2 separate regions of the Mus musculus genome follow, and region 1 is linked to region 2. Evidence: chromatin contacts called from public Hi-C data. All regions are on one chromosome and are shown on one strand. Each heading gives the region's core, a stretch centred on a gene start, on an enhancer-like site or on the middle of the called end of the contact. The rest is flanking DNA. Distances are from core to core; before and after follow the strand shown. Region 1 has its middle 15 kb from the start of Gm35332. Region 2 overlaps Gm35242 (a long non-coding RNA gene).

Evidence for each region. Hi-C and Micro-C count contacts between places; a contact is called where the count stands out from the background.
Region 1: a contact with region 2 is called in a Hi-C map of the C2C12 cell line, with 3 times the contacts expected there. The contact joins two enhancer-like sites. A contact is called at or near these places in 11 of 484 Hi-C or Micro-C datasets (the C2C12 cell line, cumulus cells, embryonic fibroblasts and 6 more) and 4 of 115 datasets of contacts at active chromatin or transcription factors (embryonic fibroblasts, fibro-adipogenic progenitors, heart atrium and 1 more).

What each region holds. Positions count from the first base shown.
Region 1 is chr1:90,717,951-90,720,650 of GRCm38.p6, forward strand. No RefSeq gene overlaps it. Among named protein-coding and RNA genes, the nearest start is that of Gm35332, 15 kb to the left of the region's middle. Within about 2 kb of position 1,436, at least 44 of the 459 cell types and tissues checked have an H3K27ac peak or open chromatin away from gene starts, as enhancers often do. A contact at or near this core is called in the C2C12 cell line and embryonic fibroblasts, where this site is marked.
Region 2 is chr1:90,651,538-90,654,237 of GRCm38.p6, forward strand. It overlaps Gm35242 (a long non-coding RNA gene), which reads left to right. Exons shown (of 3, transcript XR_387261.3): 3 at 832-2,404. Among named protein-coding and RNA genes, the nearest start is that of Gm35242, 3.8 kb to the left of the region's middle. Within about 2 kb of position 1,279, at least 19 of the 459 cell types and tissues checked have an H3K27ac peak or open chromatin away from gene starts, as enhancers often do. A contact at or near this core is called in the C2C12 cell line and embryonic fibroblasts, where this site is marked.

The sequences.
Region 1 (2,700 bases), core at 186-2,685, 67 kb after region 2:
AAAGAAGAACATAAACAGAAGAATTACAGATAATAGTCAAAAACTCTCTTGGTTTCCTTCAAATTATCATCTGAGTGTGACCAGACCATCACATGCATGAATTTACATCAGCTGTGGAAGCCTGTATAAGAACTACACAAGATCAATCCAGTCACCATTCTGAAGTGGAGAAGAGGGCACTAAAGGCCCCCCGCCCATGCCTGAGGAACTATTGGGATTTAACAGCTGCTGAGGAAGGGAGAATCCATTTTCTTTAAGGATTAAGGATGCAGTCCCTGTTAGCATTACCATGCTTCCGTGGGTTGCCCCATACCCAGAAGTATATTGGCAGCACAATTTAGACTAAGTAAATTATTGGGAAAAAATAGGACCTAAAGTCGGTGGTGTGGTGTGTGGGGTAGACATGAAAGGGGTTAAGAGGAGGAGTAGGGGTGTGGTTATCAAAATATATTGTATACATATTTGAAACTCTCAAAGGACTAATAAAATATTCTATGAAAACCCATGTGGAATAGAGGTGCTCTTACTCCCTAGGAGGTTCCATCTAGGAAAACATAAGTCTTAGACATGTCCGCTGGCATTTAGAGATGAGCCAGTCCTAGAAATGCTGCTCTGGATGCTCACCTGAAACAGACCTGACCCAGTGGAGGCCCGCTGGGGCATACACTGTCCGAAGCAACCGTTAAACTGTGCCTCTGAGTTAGCCCTCAAGGTCAAGTGCTTGGCCTCCCAGAGCCGTATGTACAAGAAACAATTTATCTGTTCTATTTAGTCTGTTTTTCTAATGAACCTCTCGCTCTTGCTTTTTGTTTGTTTCCAAGGTATCCACTGTTACACAGTCATGACTTTTTATAAACCCATCAAGCCAGGCCTGATGTGGCCACCAATGAGTAATGTATACATGTTGTGTGTTTGAGCTGGAGTTGCTAAGTCATTTTTCACAGAAGGTTCCCTTAGAATCACTAAGGCCAGAAGAGAGCTGTGGGTTCAAAGTCCCAAAGAACAGATGGGATACATCCAAAGCCTCCCGAAGAGCTGCATACTTGGGCTCTTTCTGTGTGTGGAAAGTGACTCATTTATTAAATTATCCTGAAGTCCTAAAACAGTCTGAGCCCCACACCCACCTCCACCAACTTCAGACAGGAGGGGAGCAATGGCCTCTGGTTCTTACAGGACGGCAGTGAGTCATGCCGGTACTTGGCTGTGGGGTCCACTTTTGTTAAGTGTGCGGGACTGGGTTTTCCTTCCACACCCAAGTCTATTTATTGCCCCAGGAGCATGAGAAGGTATGAGAATAAAGACCTCCAATTTGTTCCGAATCTAAAAATCAAGTGGTTGAACTGTGCTTCTAAATGTTCAAATGTACAGCCAGACTTCATGAACTAAATCTAACCGCAAGTTGGGTGCATGCCAAAACCTTTTTCAGCATGATGAAAACCCCTGACTCTTCCTTGTAAGGGTGGATATGGTGGCTTTTCAGGAGAGGAGTCCACACAGAGCTGAGAGATGGTTCAGAAGGTGACAGGCTCACTGCACAGGCATGGGGACATAAGTTCAGATTCTCAGCACCTGCATCATGATGCCAGGCAGGGTGGGATGGCACATGTCTGCATTCCCATTGCTGGGGCATGGAGACAGGAGGGTCCCCCTAGGCTTTCTGGCCAACCTTTCTATATAAGGTAGCAAGCACAAGACTTCAGTGAGAGACCTGGTCTCAAACTGAAGAAGCAATAAAAAATACATACTGACAGACACCAGTCTCCGCTTCTGTGTGCACCCACCCATACCAACACACACACACAGAGAGCCCACTCAACCCCCACAAAGCCCACATAGTTACAAAGTGTTAGGGAAGGTTCTGCCATCTTCCCATCCTGAGTTTAAATCAAGAGCCAGTTCTAAGGGTTTAGCCTTTGAAAAACCTTTACAATTGAACATGCCATTCACAGAATGTGTTGTCTTTGCTCTGTGCCTCGTGTCCCCAGAACAGAGGGTTGGGAGGCTAATCTCATGTCCTATTTTCTTGCTGCTACATTCCTGAGTATGTATAGCATCCCATGTATGGTGGCTGGTCAACACACAGCAGTTAAAGCAATAACTGAATTCAGGTGTTGCTACATATCACAAAAGGAGTTTGGAGCTATCCACAGCTCCTCAGGTGCTGTCTCCTTTAATGTTAAAGACAGTATAAAAGTGAGTCTTCCATCTCCTTCACAAACCACAAAGCTGATATTTGAGGGACTAAGCAACCGCCCTGGAGGGTACAGCCAGGAGCTCCAGGCTTTGACATGGAGCCAGCAGCCAAAAGAGAAGATTTCTGGAAATGGACCAAGCCATCCTCAATGGATTAGGCAGACTCCTCTAGAGGAACAGAACCAATATGTACATGTGTATATATGTGTGTATGTGTGTGCATACACACAAAGGAACTCATTAGAGTGATTATTTATACAACCATCTGCACTCTGGAGAAGCTGTGAACACCCACGCGAACACTCATGCACACGCACACGCAGACACACACACACACACACACACACACACACACACACACACAACTTCAAGCACTACTGGCTTTGTCTATGTCTTTGTAATGTTGACTAAATAAATATTATCTGGATTGCCTTTTTGTTTAAGGGACCTCTTTTTCTTGGGGAAACAGATCTTCAGGTTGTTGTTTGTTTGTTTGTTGTTTTTGTT
Region 2 (2,700 bases), core at 29-2,528:
CAGATCTGCCACCGTCCACCACACAGATCTCTGCCGTCTCTAGAAACAGGACCTCACTCAGACCAGCATCTCCATGTGCCCACAATCAGAGTCCAAACCTTCCTAGGCTTTTGGAGCAATGGGGTGGAAAAGGTTTTGGGAGAGAGGTGAAGCCCACAGCAAGGATGGGTAGCTGATGGAAACACAGCCTGTCTGCAAGAACAAGAGAACAGGAGGATTCTTACAGCCATGTTAGCTTCACATGCTGGCCTTAAAGGGGTGACTCATTCAAGGCCAATGGAACTGGGTGGCTGTTGAAAGGGACACTTAAACTACTACCCCAAGCCAGAGAGGACAGGCAACACTCCAGGACCCCACAGTAGTGACTTTATAATGGCTACTTTCTCTGTCCTTCTCCCACCCCAAGTCTGTCTGAGTGCTCCCCAGGGCCTCAGGGAGCTGGTGTGTCTCCTCCAGGCTTCCAGCAGTCTCTAGATGAACCATTACTGTCCCCAGGAAACTGGGCCAGGCAGCCAATGTGGGAGTAGGAATAGGGCCAGGCAGTCTGGCCCTGCAGCTGGCAAGGAGAGCAACCTTTACCAGGCTCTAGATTGTACTGGGTGCTCTTAGATCTAAAATGCAAGTGGGGCTTATCATATGGGAAAATTCTTCATAAATCTGCGCACATGTGCGCGCACGCACACAAACACACACATGTAATCGGACTGTGAGATGCCAGCTGCACACAGCTGGAGCGATATTCCCAAGACAGCAGATGCTGGGAACCTCTGAGGGCTCTCCCAGGATGGCCTTCCCTTCTGGACACCCCTCCTTTCTTTGCCTTATATTCAGAACCCCAAATTAGAGAGGAAGCCTTGTGTCAGCACCCAAGTCAGATGAGAAATGGCTCATGGAAGGAGCACCACATGACGTCCTGGAGTTACCCAGAAGAACAGCAAGTAAGGGACCTTAAAAGGACCCTCGCTACAGGCAGGCACCTCCATGTCCATTTGGTGCCCTGTGTGGAAGCCTTCTGGATCAGCGGGCCTGGAGTTCAATGATGATGGAGCTAGACAGACCTTAGAGCTGAGGAAGCTGCTCTGGGCAAGCAGGGACTATGGAAGCTTCTATGCCAGTCTGAGAACTGTGCGGGCATCCATCTGGGTGGGAGCTGGTGTATCCAGATGGTTTCCATTTTTCTGGGTAACCTTGGAAAACGTGAATCAGAAGGTGGCCACGCTGCCCACAGCTGCAGTGGGGGGCAGGGGGATACTGCCTGTGAGTCACAAGCTAGGCTCTCCAGAGCTGTTTTCCACATGTCCATCTAGGGGACAATTCTCTACTGGCAGTTCAATTTCTTCAGTCCCCTGTTTTCTTAGGACCAGGGTGAGTGATATGTTTGCTCTCAGTGAAATGACAACCTTGTGGCATCACCCCCAGCACACTTCTGGAACTGATGAGTCCAGCCTTGATGTCCTGGGCAAACCAGAGAATAGATTAATCCTTTCAGGGCACAGCACAGTCCCAGAAGGCACCACTTGACCCATCTCTCAGGAGAAAGCAAAGGTGAGGGCCTTCAATGTAGAAGTCCATTTTCAAACTCTCTAAGAAGACTCTCTGCTCCTGAACACTGCCCATTGCATTCCTGATCCTACTCTCCTAGTCCAGACTTAAAGAGACCCTAGCTTTCATACAGCCTGCATCTTTCTACCGTGGTGGCCACAGAGAAGTAGGCACAGCACCCCAGAATGAGGGGCTGAGTACCCCCCAGCACGGGGCAGTGCAGCCCAAGGTCCCTACAATCCAAATCAGGTTTCTCACAACTACTGGGATTCTGTGCTCTTCTAAGAGGGGAGGCATTGTCACTGCCTCCTGGGCCACTGTGATACCTGCTTTTGGCACAGTCCCACACTGTCATCACCCATCCTGTTAAAGTCCTAAGAAATGAGCAGTCTCCTTGACCACACTGACGCAGAGAAAACAGACCCAGGAAAGAAGAGATCTGTCTGCATGGGTCACCTAGTAAGCAACAGGGTCAGGACCCAGGACCAGGGGCCTCCGAGTCACAGGTCCTATGTAATCCCTGCCACTCTCTCCTTCCTCCAGCCCTCCTTGGCTAACTCTTCCCTGTAGCAACACTGACTGCCACTGTACCAGGTGAACACTGTCTCTAGAGCTCTGACTTCTTCCTGTTGTTTCTCTCTGAGAGCTCCTTCCTGGGACAACATTGCCTCAGCACCTCTGGGTTCTGCGTGGCTTCGAACACAAGGGAAGACAGTTTGTCCTGATTGCAGAGAGAAATGGCGTGCACTGCGGCAGGCCAGACAGATTCCTTCTATCATTTAGAGAGACAGCTGTCAAACACGGTCATTGTTGAAATGTAACCAGGCACACTTATAATTAAACGACTTATCAATAAAGACCGCAATTCCTCTGAGCTTAGCGCTTTTTGATTATTCCATTATCAATCACTCAGGTGTTGTATCCTGTGTGGAATGCTATCCTTTGGGCATGACAGAAATCACAGTTTTAGCCAAAATGCCTATGAATATTGGCACGAGAGCATCCATAAGCTCAGGCCTATTGGCATGCTCCCACAGAAGGAAAGCTTGGAGGTGGGGTCATCAGACCCTTCACAAGGGCGGACTTCTTGATGTTCCTTGTAGAAGGAGGTCTGGGGAGGTCACCAAGCTCTTACCTCAAACTCCAGCCAATCCCTCC